Regions from separate parts of the Zea mays genome. Here region 2 is linked to region 1. The links are chromatin contacts, called in public Hi-C maps. All regions are on one chromosome and are shown on one strand. Each heading gives the region's core, a stretch centred on a gene start, on an enhancer-like site or on the middle of the called end of the contact. The rest is flanking DNA. Distances are from core to core; before and after follow the strand shown. Region 1 has its middle 96 kb from the start of LOC100285997. Region 2 holds the start of LOC100285997.

Region 1 (5,216 bases), core at 1,474-3,973:
TTGGATTAAAGTTTCCATAGAAAAGTTGGAGACCATAGTAAGGTGAACAAGTTTGCTAAAGTGAGATGGACTTGGTTCCACATAAACCGGGGATACAAAGCTGTTCCAAGTTGCGCTGTCAGGATAGAGAGATGTTGATTTAGTTAACTGTTGCTAGCAATTTCAGTGAGTTTTACCCATATTTGGAACCCTGTGTTAATTTGTAAAAAGAGAGTTGGGTCGAGGTCTATAGCAAAGTGATAGACCAGATATAGCTGAACATGTATCATGCAAAAAGGTGGGCTTGCTACTGTATGGAATATAAAGAACAGCCTATTGCAATTCCCTCTGTCAGACTTAATGTGGGCTATTTCTGTTCACTGAAAATCTATTTCAGAGTTTTGTTCACGCAACTTTGGAATACCATAACTCTTGATATGTATGGTTATAAGTTAAAAACCATATACCAAAGGTTTAGAACTATGTTGGGTGAACAAATTCCTTGCGGTGAGGAGGACTTGATGCCGCACAAAACTGGGAGAAATAGGTGTTCAAACTACCTCTGTCAGATTGGTGCAGTGCAGGTCTGATGCAGTGACTGTGGTTTTGGTTTAGTGTTTTTCCCTGGATTTTAGAGTTAATTTGTGGTTGATCCAAGGGGTATAAGTCTATAGCCTCTGTGGAGATAAGTTAGAGGGTTAGTTGGTGAACAAAGTTCACCAAGGTTGATTCCTGATGTTGCTTGGAAGTAGAAGAAATTAAGGGGTGGAAGGAGGGGGTTCTGTTAAGCTGTGGTAGTTCAGTGTTGGTCAAAAGGAATCTGAAGAAGATCACTTCGTCTCTATTAGTGTTGCTTGAGTTTTGGATAAAGATCAAGTAGAGATAAGTAACTGAAGGTCTAGAGGCCTCACATGCTGCTGGGAAAATATCTAGTTTGGACTAACTTGTGAGCAGTGAGCAGTGAGTGTTAATCAGTTTTGTTTGTTGTCTACACTTGAATACAAAGGAACTACTTGTGTGTGTTGTTGAGGTGTGTATGAAGTGTATGGCTGAAGGCTGGAGATCTCACCCTCGGCTAGACATAATATCAAGCCTGAAACCTCTTTGAGCCTATCCTCAAGTGGGATATTTGTGGGTTCCCAGCTGCCCTCTCTTATCTGCAGTAGGAGCAGTGACGGTCCTCACAAATTAGAGGCTCGGGGCAAGATTTAATATAGGGCCTTACTATAATAATATATATAATACATATTGGTAATGAACATTTAAAAGTATATCAAAAAATTATTCATCATAAGAAAAAAATACAAATATGTGATTACCTTAAAATTATCTTCTAACATGTCTCGAAGTGAAGTCATTGATGATAGCATCAGTATCAATTTCATCTAATAATATTTTCTCGGTGCATAAAATAGCCAAATCATTTAGTCTTTCTTGAGACATTTTGGACCTCAAATAATTTTTCAGCAACTTCAACTTTGAAAAACTTCTTTCAGCTGATGCAACGGTCACAGAGGCAAGGGATGTGCCGTGCAGACTTTGGCAAGCAAACGCGACGGCCGACGCGAGATTGCCGTTTTGCTTCCGTGATCTGCTCCTGGTGGTTTGTGTTCCGAAGGAAGCAAAGCAAGGCCTCGGCAGGAAAGCAAGTGTCTGCCGATTCTGATGATGGGGCTTAATCTGTGTTGCCGATTTAATTGATACGTATACTGATATGGTGTCAGGGGTGGGGGCCCATCATTCCGGGGGCCCGGTGCGACCGCCCCGCCCCCCCCCCCCCCCCCCCCCCCTCAGGGTCGTTGCTGAGTAGGAGACAAAATTGATATTTTGACCATATAAGATGGACCAAGTTCGGTGTCTTTGTCTGTGCTGTGAATCTGCATGATAGTAGTGCATGGGAGCCACATCTTTGAGTCCATGTTGTGCTGGCACACTGGAAAACACTTCCCCTCTGCATGTTTGCCAAGTTCAGGGAACACCTATCCCATTTCAGGTATTTAAAGGGCAGGGAGCAGTGGAAATCTCCTCTCTACCTCGATCTCTACTCATAGACCACTGCAAGGGTGTTGGGGTTCTTGTATTCCTGCTAGTGATGACCCTCTCCCACAGCCACCAAGTCTGCTCTGTCCAGAGCATCAAGTGCCAGTGCTGACCACGCTCACAATTCTTCACCTTGTCGTAGCCAGACTAACTCCAGCAGGTATTTGCCCATGTTATGCTTGTTCGGTAATCTTTGTTGGCCGATGAAGCTCACACAAGTTAGTTCTTGAACTCTAGTGTGGTTGTTCAGCCGGAACATGGTCTCGTCACCGCAGATTGGCGCCACTGACATGCTTCATCGTCGACCCTTCGAACTGCGTTGTCCCTGGCCGAATTAGCGCAAGCACATAAGCCTAGGTATGCCACTGATGCTCCCCGCGACCTTTAATAGAACTCTATCGCATGGATGGTTTGGGATCAAGCTCGCCGAACCCAAGGTTCCACAGCCGCCGTCAGTAGCTGTGCTCCAGTAACGTCGTGGTCAAATTAAGCACATGCCCGTGTTCGCCGTAGTCTGGGGAGTGTGTCGGTGCCTTCGCCGTCGTCGGTGTTGCGCCACCTTGATCGATCAGGTGCGGGTCGCCGGAGCTGTGCTCGGCGGCGTCGTGGACGTCGAGTTGCAAATAGGAGTGTAAAGGAGGGGCTTAGGTGAATGGGTCAGAGAGACATGTGAATAGTGCATTGGATCCTTTACCAGTTACTTGAATCAATAGAGGCCTCAATGAAAAGTTGGATCTGCAGGCGCAGGCCTCGCGCGCGGGCGCGTACATTCACCGTTATCTTGGACCGGTTTCAGCCCAGGCACTATTCGTGATTTCCCTTTATTATTTTGCTGACACATTGGAAAAGCTGTTAAAAATAGAAGAAAAATCCAAATTTTGTGAAACAAATTTTGTGGGATTCACAAAAATGTAAAGTTCCTGATAAAATCGATTTTAGGACTTTTAGATCAGTTAGAAAATTTTAAGTGAATTAAAGGTGCGTTTGGAAGGATTATTGGAATTTTAGAAATAAAAGTTGAGCACCAAAAATTATGGAAAATTTTGGAGAAATTTGCTATCAGAAGCTGATCACTTGGTAAAATTTGGGGCTGTTTGGAAGCTTTTTGCTCTAGAAACCTTGTAAGCCCCAAAATAAGAGTGGTTAATCCCTAATCAATTGTGGGTTAGTGTTTTGGAAAGGAGATAAGTCTATCTAAGGAAGAGATGCAGTTGCTTAAGAAGTTTTAATCTTTTGAATGAGATCTAAGATGTATTAGTTCTCTGGTTTGCCTAAGTGAATCCGATTTAGCCACTTTTAGCAAGTGTTGGTGGTGTAGAACCATGTGTATACTTGTCATGTGTTTTTGTTTGTGGTGTTTATGTTCCCGAGCTCTCCTTGTGAAAGTTTGCATTTCATCTCATTACATAAGCATACATGTATTTGTAATTGACTTGTAGAGCACCTAGAAGAAGTGGTGTTTAAAGGAGGAGTCTACTCTAGTGGCTGCTAATCAAGTGGAGGAGCCATCTAATTGGGTATTGGATAGTAGGATCTGGAACCTCTTCACTGCAATAAGGCAAGCCCCGGTGCATGCAACCCCTTCCTTGTATTTTTAAAAAGACTTTTATACACTTTAAGTCTAGTGAAATGTGCATTAAGTTTATAGGAGTTGCTTGGAAACTATTTGATGCATTGACTACCTTGATATCCATTCCTATTATAGATACTTCTTTGGAAGTATCAAATATTGTTTACAAAAATTGCTTAGCCCTGCCTAGAGGTAAATCTTGCAGATAGAGTTTGTCCTTTGCACTAATGTCTAGCTCAAGTTTATCCTTAGGAAGGATGGCTCTACCTACAAGAATATTTTCACCAGGATCATTGGGAGATCTAATACAAGGTTCCCTATGATGTTTTAATCATCCTAAGGAACACAAACAATGCTAAGGATGGAAGTACTTAAATAGAGACTTGGGCTAGGAACAGGTGATGTTCTGCCCAGGTTGATTAAGGATTATAGGGAATGTAGGCTTGATGATCGATGTCACACCCGGTTTTTGGGAAGGCAAACTAAATGCGAACCATGTACGTGTCAGGATCAGAACTCACGTACACAGCGATTACATAATTGGACATCATCACACAATGCTCAAAGTCAATAGCGAAAAGGTACTTTAATTACATCAAGATGTCCAAGACATCCACAGAGTCTAATACATAACCATAGACTTCAACATTAATATCAAAGTGTGGAAATACGAAACATAGAGGATAAGCCTACACAGGCAGCTGACTGGGGGTTGCCACTAAGATAAACTAGAACTCATCGTAGTCCTGAAACTCTTCAAAGTCCTCCATGCATGTTGCCAGCATCTCCTCCTCAGCACTGAGTATAGTGGGGACAACCTGGAGTGGGGTGGTTTGTAAAGAAAGGGTGAGTACACATCAACGTACTCAATAAATGTTCTGTTTGGCTAAAGTGGACTAGTTGTATGTGGAGTTAAGGTTAAGCAGTTGCTTTTAGTTGGTCAAGTTTTATTACTATAAGTAGAGCCAAATTTTAGTAATAAACCCAGTTATTACCCAGAAGCACTCCCTCCAAGAGGAAATACCAGAGATCAAAATTATAACCATCATTGCTAACCATCATCATAAAAGTAACTAAAGTTCTTCTAATCAAAGAGGATCCCAAGGCCGCTCTTAACCGTGAGCACGGCTGATATACCAGTTTCTAACACTCTGCAAAGATCGCACACTTTACCCACAACTCATGATTCCCGTTCTGCCCGGGGTTCTAGCCTCCCCATTGATCACTACCAAGGTGACCTAACAAGGTCTCACTACGTAGCCTTTACAAAGATTTCTCAGAGGTCATAGTCGCCCGTTAGGTTTCTCCAGCTTGATAAACACAGTACATCTCCCCAAAGGAAGGGTGACTAACAAAACCAAATCGAGAACTTCTGCAACCAGCCTCGGTAGAGCAAGTACTGTGCCCGGACCCCATTGACGGCCCTACGGCGAAGCCAACTACTTCTCTGGTTCCTCTAATTAATCAGCTAAGGGCGTCCCATTCCACCCTCATGGTTGCACTGTTATCCTGGGTTGTCACTCCCCAAACAGGTCCTTACGGAGAGGTACTCAGGAAACAGCATGAGTCCCCGAAAGTAATCACAAGAGCATCATCAGGATAACATCATCGTATCATAATATTCACA
Region 2 (5,216 bases), core at 1,015-3,514, 96 kb after region 1:
GGCTAAAAACTTGGATGCTTTGAAGTGTGGTGGTTGGGGGTATTTATAGCCCCAACCACCAAAATGACCGTTGGTGGAGGCTGCTGTCGTATGGCGCACCGGACACCAGCCACGTTACCAGGCCGTTGGGTTCTGACCGTTGGAGCTTCTGACAGGTGGGCCATCGGACAGTCCGGTGGTGCACCGGACAGTTACTATTCACTGTCCGGTGCGTCTTCTGGCGCTGCTCTGACTTCTGCGCGCACAGGCGCGCACTATTCACTTTTACTGTTCCGATGCAGACGACCGTTGGCGCTGTGTAGTCGTTACTCCGCTGGCACACCGGACAGTCCGGTGGTACACCAGACAGTCCGATGAATTATAGTGGAGCGGCTTCCAGAATTCCCGAAGGTGGCAAGTTTGGAGTTGGGTTCCCTGGTGCACCGGACACTATCCGATGCGCCAGACCAGGGCTGCCTTCGGTTTAACTTTGCTCCTTTGTTTGAACCCTTTCTTTTATCTTTGTATTGGTTTGTTGTGAACCTTTGGCACCTGTAAAACTTATAATCTAGAGCAAACTAGTTAGTCCAATTATTTGTGTTGGACAATTCAACCACCAAAATCAATTAGGAAAAGGTGTAAGCCTATTTCCCTTTCAACTTTCCATACTTCTTAAAGTCTTGGTATAACTTTTTATTATTGTTCTAAAATAAAGTTTACATTTTCTTCATGGTCCATTGTCTCACTAACCTTTGTTTTCATCGTTGATTGTGAACTTAGCTTTAATACCTGTCCACAACATTTATTTTTGAGCTTCACTGATCGTATTCTAATCATTGACCTTATTTGATTTCCACCTTTGAATGTTGATCGACACATTCTCCCTGACAAAAAATGTAATAATTTGTGTCAGTCTTCTGAAACCATCGACTAGCAATTTACGTGCTTTGCGTCCGGTGTGGATGGTGTACAAAGGAGACACAAAAGTTTTATACTGGTCGATGCCCAAGTCTGTAACAAGGATTGATTACAAACTTGGGCGTGGGAGGGCTCGATGCCCAAGTCTGTAGTGAGGAATGCGAGTGAAGTGCTCAGTGTGGTTACAAGTGTTGGCTACTTGTGCTAGCTTGTTGCCCGATGCCTTCATTCATGGTTCCCCTTCCTTTTATAGATCAAGGAGAAGGAGACCCTATTACATAAATCTAGGAGTCAGACGAGATGGAGGGATGCCAACCTTGTCACATTGTTTCCTGTTAGGATACTTGCTGACCAAGGGACCTCCTTGGCTAACATCGTGCCCTACCGTCATGCTGCATCGATATGCCTTATCTTGTCTTATCTTGCATCGTGTTCTTTTATCCTTCGGGCCATGGCCATGGACTTGGGCGTGGGAGGGCTCGATGCCCAAGTCTCTAGTGAGGAATGCGAGTGGAGTGCTCAATGTGGTTACAAGTGTTGGCTACTTGTGCTAGCTTGTTGCCCGATGCCTTCATTCATGGTTCCCCTTCCTTTTATAGATCAAGGAGAAGGAGACCCTATTACATAAATCTAGAAGTCAGACGAGATGGAGGGATGCCAACCTTGTCACATTGTTTCCTGTTAGGATACTTGCTGACCAAGGGACCTCCTTGGCTAACATCGTGCCCTACCATCACGCTGCACCGATATGCCTTATCTTGTCTTATCTTGCATCGTGTTCTTTTATCCTTCGGGCCATGGACTGGCCGAGTCATGGTTAGCTTTCGTACATATGATGCATGCCCGTTCGTGTTTTTTTGGAACGATCATTTGAACTGTCCCCGATGTCAAAGCCCGTATGCTGACACATTAACTCTCGTGCTCTCATTTAAACCACACACCTGTTTGAGAGCCTGGCTCCTTTGTATCCTTTCTCGAGATAATTATCTATACGATCTCGAGAATTCTGATTTTCAAGGGGTCGAACATAGCTCCCAACCCTTAGGTCTGGTAAGACGGTATCTACGGGGTGTAGTTTTGTACCCGATCTCTCGGGCCAGTAGAAATCGGGCTAGACGGAAACCTAATGCCAAGTTTCATGTCATATCTAGGTTTATCCAACCTTGATAATTTGCTGACGAATATTGTTACCGTAAGCGCATCTTGCTTTTGTAGATCGAACACATCGGGCAACAAAAGACATGTTTCAGGCGGCGGCGTGTAGTATGTCCTTACGGCAAAATTCAGCTTGATCACGGTGGCTCAGCCATCTACCGAAACACAACGGGCACCAAAAGACATGTTTCAGGCGGCGGCGTGTAGAGTATGTCCACGGCAAAATTCAGCTTCCCACCAAACCATTCGGACCATCCTCCCACTTGCGCGGCTGCGCCCGCCACGCCAACGCGACTACGCGAGACGCCACCAACCCAAGCCACTCTCCCCCGTTTCTAGGCTTCACAGCCTCGCCAACAACTCCCGTCCTCCACTTGCCCTTCTCCGCCAACAGACTGTCCCCGGCCGCTGCCATTGCCGATTGCTCACATCCGCGTTCGTGTTCGCATCCGCATCAGGGTCACCTGCGCCGGCGAGCCATTTGAAAGGGAGGAGTAGCAGACTCTCAGAGGTGGACATGACGCTGTTGTGCGTGCCGCTGGTGGGGCGGACGGTGGAGGAGATGATTACAGACGCGGCGGCGGCCGCCGCCACCGGCGGCGACATGGTCGAGATCCGGCTTGACTTCATCCAGGGGTTCCGCCCGCGTGAGCACCTACCGCCCCTGCTCCGCGGCTGCCCACTCCCGGCCCTCGTCACCTATCGGTTCGTTCGCCACCCTTCGCCCGCTCACCTCCCCTCTGGGCAATCCTGCTATGGCTTCAGCGGTCGGGTTCGGTTCGTTTCATGGATTCCGCCGCCACTTTAGGACATCCGGAACGCTTGCGCGGCTACTCCCGTGTGGGATCCATCTGGGACTGGGCGTGCCCGGGCACGCGAGATTCAGCTTTTCAACTCGGCACGGCACGGCACATGCTCTGTCGCTTTTAGTGTGTATCATTCCGCAGTATTGAGTCGTTACCTAGTCGCGTTTCGTTTGCCACCACCTAACTTGGTTTGCGACCCTGTTTTGGCGGATCATATGGAGGGGTGGGATGAATGCAAGAATTGCCCCTTTGTGAGTGGATATTTGAATATAACCCCCTGGAGTCCGTAGTAATTCCTGATATCCTTGAGGATGTTGAACGTAGTTGGCCCCCTTTAGCAGCGAATTTGCACATTTGGCCTTGTTTCAGTTTGTGCTGCCTTTCTGGCTAGACAGGAGCTTTTAAATTTCATCACTTGGAATGAGGGCTCCTCTACCTGGACTACATGCATTAATTATAAAGCTTGAAAATCCCTGCTAAGCTTCTGTGTCTCACCATAAATATAAGTTGCCCTGTGTTCCATATCAATTATTGTTGTAACATCCACATGATAGTGTTTAAGACTCCCAACTATTGATACACACATGTTAGAACTAGTTTTTCAGTCCTTGTATTAAACTGTCATGTCCAAGGATCAGATTGACCATAGGTTTATATTCATGCGGAATAGCCACTTACACTAGTCTGCACTCTCCACTGATTGCTTGTAGTAACAGAAATAGTAATCTATAACATGAGGTGTCAGCAAACACAGTCATGCGTGGGTAAAAGTAAAACATGCCTCCAATCTCCACATGAATGCTCATGCTGTCAATTATCTTTTGCAACATGATCCTCAATCATGTCCACAGCGGTTTGCCTTATTCTGCTGCATGAGTTTCTGTACATTTGTTAATTTTATAAGAACCTTTAAATTGCTACGCAACTGTAAGACACTATTACATGTGGTAAATAATATTCATGCATGGTAGTGTTTTTTTTTTCTTTCAGATGGAGCTAATCCCACTTATTGGCTCAATCCCTTTTTTCATCTATATCACTTTTTTTTCTCGAACGCGCAGGAGAACTGCATGTCATTATATTAAGAAAGGAGAAAAGGTCCAAGAGGATCAAAGTACAATGCCTAGAGGGCAAGTAAAAACACTAGACCAGATTGGAACCCAGCCTTGACCCTACTAATAGCAGCAGGAAGATCAATACTTGCTAACTGTTTAGCCCCAGCCCTATCCCAACAACTTAGCTCATTCAGAAGCAAACTTTTAACATAGTTCAAGGAAGGGTTTACTCCATCAAAAACAACCTTGTTGCTCGTGAAGGTGGCACAACCTTGTTGCCTTGCTGCTCGTCGGGACGACGGGGCATGGCAGTGGCACGAGCGCTTCGGACATCTTAACTTCGAGGCCCTGAAGCGGCTCAGTGCCAAGGAGATGGTACGAGGCCTGCCGTGCCTTGAACATGTGGAGCAATTCTGCGATGTCTGCGTGTTGACAAAGCAGAGACGACTCCCCTTTCCCCAGCAGTCGAGTTTCCAAGCCAAGGAGAGGCTCGAGCTCGTGCATGGGGACTTGTGTGGCCCGGTGACACCAGCCACACCAGGAGGACGACGCTACTTCTTGCTGCTCGTCGACGATCTCTCCTGCTACATGTGGGTGATGATCCTTGGTAGCAAGGGAGAGGCTACGAACGCCATCAGGTGTGTGCAGGTCGCTGCGGAGACGGAGTGCGGCCGCAAGCTGCGCGTGCTGCGCACCGACAACGGCGGCGAATTCACGGCGGCTGAGTTCGCGTCGTACTGCGTGGATGAGGACGTTCAGCGCCACTACTCCGCGCTGTACAGCCCGCAGCAGAACGACGTTGTCGAGTGGCGCAACCAGACGGTTGTGGGGATGGCTCGTGCTCTCCTCAAATAGAGGGGAGTGCCGACTGTCTTCTGGGGAGAGGCGGTGGTGACAGCAGTCTACATCCTCAACCGCTCGCCCACCAAGGCACTCAACGGGATGATACCGTACGAGGCTTGGCATGGGCGCAAGCCGGTGGTCTCTCACCTACGGGTCTTCGGGTGCCTCGCGTTCACCAAGGAGCTTGGCCACATCGGCAAGCTCGACGACAGGAGCACCCCAGGGGTGTTCATTGGCTACGCGGAGGGCTCGAAGGCCTAACGCATCCTTGACCCAGGAACACTGCGTGTGCGCACGGCGCGCGACGTAGTGTTCGACGAAGGGCGAGGATGGGCCTGGGACAAGGCGGTGGACGACGACACGATTCCGACGTACGACGACTTCACCATCGAGTACGTCCACTTTGAGGGAGCCGGGGAGTAGACGACCCTTCTTCGAGTAGGCCTACTCCAGCCCCCAA

Evidence for each region. Hi-C and Micro-C count contacts between places; a contact is called where the count stands out from the background.
Region 2: a contact with region 1 is called in a Hi-C map of leaf, with 2.6 times the contacts expected there. The contact joins the promoter of LOC100285997 here to the enhancer-like site in region 1. A contact is called at or near these places in 7 of 25 Hi-C or Micro-C datasets (bundle sheath, ear, leaf and 3 more).

The regions. Positions count from the first base shown.
Region 1 is chr3:71,898,813-71,904,028 of Zm-B73-REFERENCE-NAM-5.0, forward strand. No RefSeq gene overlaps it. Among protein-coding and RNA genes, the nearest start is that of LOC100285997, 96 kb to the right of the region's middle. Within about 2 kb of position 2,724, at least 15 of the 20 cell types and tissues checked have an H3K27ac peak or open chromatin away from gene starts, as enhancers often do. A contact at or near this core is called in bundle sheath, ear, leaf and 2 more, where this site is marked.
Region 2 is chr3:71,995,519-72,000,734 of Zm-B73-REFERENCE-NAM-5.0, forward strand. LOC100285997 reads left to right here and starts at 2,265. Exons shown (of 11, transcript NM_001158885.3): 1 at 2,265-2,757. The coding sequence starts at 2,570.